Linked DNA regions of Rattus norvegicus: region 1 is linked to region 2. The links are chromatin contacts, called in public Hi-C maps. All regions are on one chromosome and are shown on one strand. The core of a region is the stretch at or near the end of the contact, and the rest is flanking DNA. Distances in the headings are between cores, read along the strand shown.

Region 1 (4,338 bases), core at 1,020-3,519, 260 kb after region 2:
GCCAGCAGCCTTGGGAGGGCAAAAGGCCTCTGCAGAAGTACACAAAGCCTCCATAATCCCCATCAACTAGACCCTCTTGAACTGTCGCTTTATTTTCCGGTCAAAGAACTGTCAATCTCGAGATTTCAAGCTGTGGCTGCCCTGTGAGCCCTGAGGGAAAACCTGTGTCTTTTGCTCTGGTTTAGGCACAGCTCGAGGGTGGTGCCAGAGAGCCCCGCAATCTAGTCTGGAAATCTACAGCCCAGAAACTGCCTGGAGCACCCCAACACTTTCCACCTCCCCGGCTCTTCTTTTTCAGGGCGAGGCTTTGTACACCATAAACTGCCTCCCGTTTCCTCGGGTTCCCTCCGCCAGGTTGAGACCACAGCCACCCTAGGCCAGCCACCCTCGGCCAGCCACAGCCCCGCCCCCTCGCACTGGGTCAGGCTGGGCGGTCTGCGAGCGGCTTTTGCACGGTAGCATTTATTAACCAGTGCGGAGCAGGCCACAACTGTACAGACCACATCATGTAGGTTGCAGCCAGAGATTGGGGGGTGGCGTGGGGGGGCACAAAGGCCGAGTGGGGTGTGGCGGCGAGTCCTTTAGGTTCGTTAGCTTTTCTGAGAGGGCATCAGGAACTGTTAACCCACAGGGTCAAGCCCACTTGCCCACTGAGACTCCAGTCTGGAGAAGCGGTTAGGAACTGAGGGTGGCGTTGGGAAGCTCAGTCCCAAACAAGCGCCCGCATTTGTACTAAAAGGAAATGAGAGGCAGCCACTAGAGTTTTGAACCTCCCTCCAATCCTCCCCGCTACCCCGTCACCGTTTCTACACGCTCCCTTTGGGGACCCCAGACTGTGCTTTTGAGTAGCCTGCAGTCTCGGTCAGTCGGTGGCGATGTGAACCTTAGACTTGGTAAATGTCACCCAAGTCTCCAATCTGAGCCCCCGGGGCAGGACTTACGCAGTTGTGCTCAGTCGCCTGAAAGTCCCAGCTGCAGCTCCTGGCGCGCGCCTGGATCTCACTCATCCTGAAGAGGCAGAGAGCCGTGGTGGCGGGGGAGCGCTTCTCCTGGCCCTCTCCAGTGGCCGCGCTGAACACGCCGGCCCAGATGTCCACAGCCTCCACCAGACTGGAGGAAAGCAGCAGGCGGCGGCCCTCGGGGTGGCCGTGGCCGCAATCGAGGGCCGCCTGGCCCTGGAATAGCACCTCTGTGCTCTGCGCGATGCGCGCCATGCTGGGCCAGCCGGTGGCAGCGCCACTTGTGTAGTTGTAGGGATAGTAGGGGAAGTAGACACTGCCGTTCCAGAGAAAGGCGTCCACGAAGTGCAGGCTGCCCGCACTACCGCGCAGTTTCAGGCGGCCCAGCTCCTGCGTGGCCAGACTGCGCCCCTCCGTGTTCTTGAGCGCGATGGCCGTGTCGCGATCAGATGCCGCGGGGTTGCAGCGATTCGCGGTCTCCGGCTCCGGCAGCACATAGGTGGCGGCTACCGCCAGGTACCAGAGATCGGTGCCACTCGCGCGGTACACCACACCGGCCGTCGAGCCCTGCGGGTGACACGACACCACCTCGGTGCCGTTGCGCAGGGAGCTGCGGTTAAGGTTGCCCAAGGGCCGCACCTCGCAGGCGCCCCGGTCGAAGGTCCAGCCGGTGAGCAGCAGCCCCTCGAGACCGGTCGCCCCCTCGCGGTAGGGTAATAGCAGCTTGCTGAAGCTGCTCCCGGGCCGGGGCCGCGCGGGGGGCGCCAACGAGACAGGCTCGGTGCAGTTGCCCGCTTGGTCCCGGTATAGGCGGGAGAGCCTGTTCTTCAGGCTGTAGTCCAGCTGGTCCAGGCAGCTGCCGCTCGCCACGAACACGCCGTCCGCTCGGCTCGCCGCTATGGCTCCGATGGCTTGCTCAGATCGCCACACCGGCTCGTCCGCGCCCCGGGCGGGAACCGCCAGTGCCAGCAGATAGGCGATCAGGGGCAGCGGTGCGGCAGGGTACGGGGGGCGCGGCGGCGCCTTCCTCCGGGAGACCTCCATGGGGCTAGGGGGGCCGCCCCCGGGCAGGGCGCGCGGCGGCTCGGGCGGCTCAGGCGCGCGGCGACGGAGACGCGGGCGGCGGCGGCGGCGGTGGCGGCTCCTGCGCGCGCTCGGGCTCCCGCGGCCGCCCCATCCCCGCGGCTCGGCCGGGAAGGAGTGCAGGGAGGACGACGCGCGGCGGGCTCGCTCCGGCAGCCTGTGCCGCGGCGGCAAGCCTTGCGCGCTCCGGAGACGCTTCCTCCTCGTCCGCCTTCGCCGGAGAGTTCCTCTGTGCGGCGCGGGCGCTCGCGGGGAGGCGCGGAGGGGAAGGGAGGGGACGGGCGGAGGGGAGCGAGGCGGGCGGGGAGGGCTGGAGAGGTTGGGTGCGCTTGTGCGTTTCACTTTCCCATTGTGAAAGTGGGATGCAACTGGCCCCTTCCTCATCCTCTTCCTCCTCCGCCCTCCGCCTCTCGCCCGCCCTCCCTCCACGCCCATCTCCCCTCCCTTCTTGATTCGGTGAGATCGGGAGGAGGGAGGTCTCGTAATTTGGGTTACTGTGTAGGTGGCCTCTTTCATCTATTCATAACAAAGCTGAGCCGCCTGCCGCGGCCGCCGCGGCTGCCACCATCGCCCCTTGCTCGTCCCGGGTTCCCCCGGGCGCCGGAACCCGGCACAGAGCTGGCTCCCGCGCTCTCCAGCCCGCGGGGCTGCTCCAATGCCCGGGTTTTGTTTACGAGAGCAGCCCCGGGCAAATGCGAGGCTCGCGGAGCCAGGACCCAGGGTCGAATGGGTTGCAGCGGAGGCCCTGGGCTCCAGCCCCTGGGAGACTGCCAGGGCTTGCTGACAGGTGTGGATCGGCGGGAGGGAGGCCTTCAGAGATGCGCTTGGGGAGCTGCGGCCAAGCGGGAGGCGGCTGAGGGGGACCAAGACGCCCCTGTGAAAGGGGGTGGGTTTCCCTGGGTCAGAGTGAGGTGGGAGAAAGGCGCCACACGCTCGTTGCGGACAATCCCTCGGGCCAGAGCTCTCATATTTGAAAAGGCTCCCTAGTCTCCCTTGGCAACGGAGTCCTAGGCTCTCAGATCTAGCACTTAGAAAGTTCTGCTCACTAGCTAACCCTAATGACAAAAGCTAGCATTTATTGAGAACTCGCTACGATCTGGGCGTAGTTCTAAATGCACCATGTCGATTTTGATTCACTTAATGCTCAGGGCAACGGTGACTTTGACCATCCCTACTCAGTGTTGGAGAATAGTTTTGGAACCCACCAGGATACAACTGTTAGCAAATAGCACAGCAGAGATTCGAACCACACCTCATGCCAGGGCCTGTCACAGGATTCTTGCTAGTTCAGTGCCACCTGTGGCCACTGAAACACTCCCCAGAGAATAAAGGCAAAAGTACATTGGGCTCAACAACCAGGGCTCCCATCTCAGTCCAGTGCTCTTCTGTTTCCAGAGGGTCTCCTTTTGCCACTCTTTCCCAATTCATCCAGGTAGCAACTGTCAGCTGATTTGTCCCCTTCTCCCCTCAAGCCACCAAGAATTTCTGGAAGAGAAAATCACTGCTCTGGGGAGCAGGCAGGTTCATGTTTTCTCAGAAGTGGGCTTCCCAGAGGCAAGCATTGGTGCCTCTAACTCTGTGGCAAATGGAGAGGGAGCTAAAGACCCTTATTGGGTCCTTAAGAAATGATCTGCACTCCTTCCTAGATCTTTTCCACACCACGGACCCGCAACTGGTTGCTGTGTGTTCTTCCCTTCTCACCCCAAGTCGGCCCAGCTCTGGATAGGAATCGGTATGTTTTCAGGGGGCATTGCTGAATGAGCTTCCTCATGGGTCAAATCTTGCAGAGCCTGACAGCTGTGACAGGTTTCACTCTTCCACGGAACTGATTAGATGCCCCCCCACCTCGTCCCCCTCCCCCACTGCTGAGAGGGGCGCCAGGAAAGGCAGAAGAGAGAAGTGGGCAAGAAGCTTGAAAGTCTAACCCAGAGGAGCGGCTGAAGTATTAGGAGTGAGTGTAGCTCAGTGAAAGAGAGTTTGAGCCAGGTCTGGACTTCCATTCTCTGCTGTACACATACACACACACACACACACACACACACACACACACACACACACACACACACACCATTCCTTCAGCAGTGGCTTTCAAAAGCTGGGCTCCAAGGCCATTTTTCCACGTGCAACCGCCTCGATGGGGACTAGCTATCGTTTCTGCTGCTGCTGGGCAGTGCCAATGCTCTCAGATGTTAGATGGAGGTCACCTCTTCTGTAGTGACAGAAAGAAGAGGAGAGAAAGGGGGAGCAGGGAATGTAGGCCTAGGTTGATGCTAAGACGGACCTCTTAAGTGAAGCA
Region 2 (4,654 bases), core at 526-3,025:
ATGCTTATATTAATAAATCAGGATGGACTGTTATTGTCCTCACACCAGTAGTCACAAAGGGATTGTATTTTCACGGCTCTGTCAATACCGATAAGCAAATGAAATGTTTGGAAGGTAGACAACTTTTCATTTATTAACTGGGTGTTTTTTCTTGGAATCACGATATATATGGATTATTTTCTCTTTTGAGTCAAACTCCTACCCCAGTAGCTAGAGTGCCGGGATTACAGACATGTGACACTTCTCTTTTGTCAATTTTTATATTTAGGTGTTGAAATTTATAATTGATTTTCTAAGAGGTGTATGTTGGGAATAATTTTTCTTTGCAAATGTATGGATATATTTTTCTATAGTTCACTATTTTCAGTTTTGAGGGTGTATTACAATCTTAGTTGTTTCTTATAGTTTCATACTTGGAAAGGACCTTTCTAACCTCAAGGTTATCTATGTATTCACCTTGAATTTCTACTTAAAAATATGACTACTTTTACTGTGTCTTTGTGTGGGTAGGTGTACATAAGTGTAGGTGCTCTGAGGCCAAAGGTATTGGATCCCCTGAGAGCTGTAGTTAAAGGCAGATTAGAGCAGCACGAACTAGGTTCTAGGACCTGAATATAGGTCCTTGGGAAAGCAGCAAGCATTCTAAACACTGAGCCATCTCTCCACAACGGATTTTCCCATGTTTTTAATGGTTTAATTTTTTTCTTTTAAGTGTTCATCTAGCATTTACTCTTGTGTGAGAAATAAAGCTTTTCTTCACTCGCTAGTCATTTCTCCAGTCTTCTCACTTTCCAGTGATTTATTTTTTTTAACGGATACTTTCACTGTTTTGATTTGATCTCAGGATCTGGGGAAACCATAAAACATAGTTGAATCTACAGAACTAGGGGTTCAGATAATCTCTAAAAATGCCGCGGCACTTGATATAGGTGTTCAGCAAATTTTTACTGTCAATGTCACACACACAGACTAATGCTTTCTCCATTCTGATTGTGAATGTGTCTCCCGCGTGTCTCCTTTATATAACCCACCCATAATAGTATGCACTTCTATTTCAAGAAAAATGCGACAGCTCAGTTACCATCTACCCAGAGGCTGGATATAGTTATCTCATGGGCAAACATAAGCTGTGCTTCACAATACATAGTCAAGATCCAAGCCCACACAGTAAGGAGGCATTCAGCAAACATGGGTATAGACCGGACGCCTGTTTCTCCCATCGCCTACCTTGAAACGCTGTAAGCCTGGTTTATTTCAGCCTTTAGGTCACAAATATCAAAGCTGTCACCAAGTGTCAATTTAGTTAGCAGCATGGAGACTAGGAGCTCGCCCTGTTATACACCTAAGAGTAGATGGGCTTACAGGACGGAACTGGGGCAGGAAGGGGGTCCTGACCTGACTTCCCTGTTGGCAAGCTGAGGCGACTCCGTACTTGCAGGCTGACTGGGTGCCAAAGCCAGAAAACCCGCCCAGCAGGCATGATGACAGGCGGGCAGTGATAGAGGTGGCGGCTAAGAGCACCATCCAAGCTCTCAGAGAAGGAAGTGTAACCTGGGCGGGACAAGGGCAGGGAGTCCCTCAACCCACGGGGAGTCGGGCGTGAGGCGAGACCTGCCGTTTCCCGGGCTCGCGGGCTTTGGTGTGGCCCACAGGGCCGTCCCAGAGTGGCGTCCGCACTTTTCCCACAGTAGCAGCGGCTGCCCGCGCAACCGTCGCCCGCTTTCCTCACCAACGGCTCGGGCCCTGGGGCGGTGCGCAGTGCCGATGACGTAGCACGGGGGCGGGACTTCCTGCCGCGCGCGCCGCCGCGGCTCGGGACCAGGTCTGCTCTGGAGTGGCGGGCGGCGGGCTGAGGGGGCGGCGTGTCTGCTGAGGAGGCCGGGCCGCAGAGGAGGAGCCGGGCTTGCAGCCGCCGCCCTCTCGGCCCTCCGAGTTTCCCGGGCTACCTCAACCTTCCCTAGGAGTGGGTGCCCTCGGGTACAGCCCGGCTCGTTGGCTTGTCTCCACCCCCGCGGCGGGAGCGGCCGCCTGGACCGCTCCAGACGTGGCGGGCTGGGCCGACACCCCAGCCGGTGGGACCGTCTGGACCCCTCGGCCCCAATGCCTGAGCGAGCAGAGCGGTGTGGGTGGCGGTGGTCGGAGCTGTGCCGGGGACCCAGGGGGGCGAGCGCGGCTGCTGTGCTAGGGCACGCTGCTAGGACCGTGTGTAAGTTTGGTAAGTCACCTCGCTTTCTAGGCATGCTGGGCGTCTGCTTGGAATCCTGCAGCACTCCTCCGCGTCCGCCCTTGAACCCCGGTTTTGTTTCCTGGTGAAGAAGTGGAAGCGCGTGTTAGGAAGGCAGGCCCGGGTATTTTTTTAAAGCACGTGAAACTCCTTTCCCGGCTTTTTGGTGCACTGCGGCATGATAGCTAGCAGAGTAATGGGGTTAATGTAAAACACCTCCAGTTTAATTTGTGACGGAAAAACTACGCTGTCGTCATTTTTCCTTGCCCTTAAAGATAGTTGTAGCAGTTTGTTTGCGGATGTTGCCGAGGTAAGGTCTGAAATGTGGGAAGTGTATTTTGGGCTTGGTACTTTGACAAGTTCTAAGTCCAGTTTCTGAGTACAATAAAAGGACACTAGGCTTTTTAAAAATGCCCTAGAGGGCATTTAAATGTCTTTAAAGACAGCTTTAAAGTCTTACCTTCCAATTATCAGGCCACTTCTATTCAAAGATGTTGAGGATAAGGATAAATTTGTTCCGATTTTTTTAATATGTAATTTTTTTAATATGTAATTCATTATAGGATCAGGCTGTTAGTATAAAGTACTAAATTGAGATCTAAAGAACTAAGTAGGTTAAAGCTGTGCTTCTGTTACCAAGCAACATCATCGTAAACAAGTCTAATATTCAACTAGAACATAAGTAAATGTGGCCTGTTAATCTGAGTTTGGAGTTCTCCAGATTTATGCTTATAGGTGGTTATGTTTGTCGCTTTTTGTATTCAGATTTGATTCCAAGTCAGTTTTATTTAGAATTATTAGAATGCTTTGATTTTTCTGTTGTCACACAAGACTCTTTGGAGAGTTGGAAAGGGATTTGAGTTCCTTTTGGTTGTTATTTATCCCAGAGTACGCTGGGTGTTTCTCTTTGAGTATTTCCTTTCTAATGAGATAAAATATGCTGGCTGTATTTAATAATATTCTCAAATAACACGATGATAGCAATTTAAGTTACATTTGAGAGATGGCAAAACGGTATAAGTTTTTAAGCCTTGGTTTAACAATAGCCTTGGTCTCCACTTGTTGAACCCTTAAAATATATAACTTGAGTGGTAAACTAAGTTTTTAATTTAATTTACTTTATTAAGTGTTCTATATGGTGGGGAAAGCATTTAAGACATAGTCTAGCTTTGTATCCCAGGCTTACTTTGAATTGGCAATTCTTTTGCCTCAGCCTCCTGGTCCAGGACTGAATGAGAATGAGTCTATAGCTATTCCCAGGTATGGTTGAGGAGAAGGATTTTCTGTAGGTGTAAAGGAGAGAACAGCCAGAGGCGTCAAGAAGGGTCTAGACTAAACATGACCAACAGAATAGATGGTGCCATGAGAGGAGAATGGGGGGAGAGCAAGAAAGGAAAGAGGAGAGAGGTCCAGGAGTGGAGTGTAAAGCAGAACCAAGAGTCAAGAGAGTAAGTAGTCAAGTTGACTGAGGTTATATGGAAAGAAGCTAGGGGAAGGGAAGGGAAGGGAAGCTCAGGGGCTGGAGAGGTTTAGGGAAGGGGTCTGGGGAGGGTATGCCAGCCAGGGTATGTAGCAGGTACTTGTGAGTAGGGAGGGATTGAGGGAGCCTAGAGGCTGGCAGAGATCTCAATGTGCTTATAGGCACCTCAGGCTTAGGTTTATGGAACAGCCTTGGGTCCTTTTTGCCAGAGTTAAGAAGAATGACCCCCTTTAGCTTGTAGGAACTATCTTACGTTTTTGTCTAAATGCCAAACTTTGGGAAAAGGAGTTTCTTGGGACCTAACGGGGAGGGGACCACAAGCCTCAATGATTGGCTTAAATGATCTTTTTGTTGTTGTTTGCCTTTTTATTTTTATTTATTGTTGTTTGAAGTTGAAGCTTGGTCTTGTAACTTTGCTCAGGCTGATCTGGAGCCCACTATGTCTTCTCATTAACTTTAAACATCCAGCAATTCTTGTGGTTCAGTCTTCCCAGTGCTGAGACTACGTGTGTGAAGCCACCATGACATCAATTTGAAACTGTGACAAATGATGCCTTTAAATTCAAACTATCAGCAATAGAAATTGGAACATCAGATTTATGCACCCTTACTAAAACTCTGTAGATTTCATTTTAGCTTTCACTAACTGTGCCCTTCAAATGCTGAGGTTGATGTTATGAGCCATTGACTACTGCTGGAGGTATTGGCAGTTACCTACATAGGGGCTGAGACTTGTGGTGTCTTCTGAGAGCAGCAGGGCCTCCTCTCCAGTCTGTCCCATCGCAGCTGAGTTTTTAGCGTATAGTGACTTCACAACTGTCTCACTGTGGCTTTCCAAGCTTTACTCATTATGGAAACAGTGCCTTGGTCCAAACTGTTTTTTTCTTCCATTATCCTTTAAACTTGTTTTTTTTTAAAAGATGTATTTACTTTATATACACTATTCATGT

The links. Hi-C and Micro-C count contacts between places; a contact is called where the count stands out from the background.
Region 1: a contact with region 2 is called in a Hi-C map of Schwann cells, with 3 times the contacts expected there. The contact joins the promoter of Plxnc1 here to the promoter of Cep83os in region 2. A contact is called at or near these places in 2 of 12 Hi-C or Micro-C datasets (Schwann cells and hepatocytes).

Annotation. Positions count from the first base shown.
Region 1 is chr7:31,428,336-31,432,673 of GRCr8, forward strand. Plxnc1 (plexin C1) reads right to left here and starts at 2,270. Exons shown (of 31, transcript NM_001426988.1): 1 at 942-2,270. The coding sequence starts at 2,003. LOC120093559 (a long non-coding RNA gene) reads left to right here and starts at 2,369. Exons shown (of 3, transcript XR_005486865.2): 1 at 2,369-2,498; 2 at 3,689-3,774.
Region 2 is chr7:31,165,421-31,170,074 of GRCr8, forward strand. Cep83os (centrosomal protein 83, opposite strand) reads right to left here and starts at 1,776. Exons shown (of 3, transcript NR_132625.1): 1 at 1,396-1,776. Cep83 (centrosomal protein 83) reads left to right here and starts at 1,947. Exons shown (of 16, transcript NM_001014266.2): 1 at 1,947-2,215.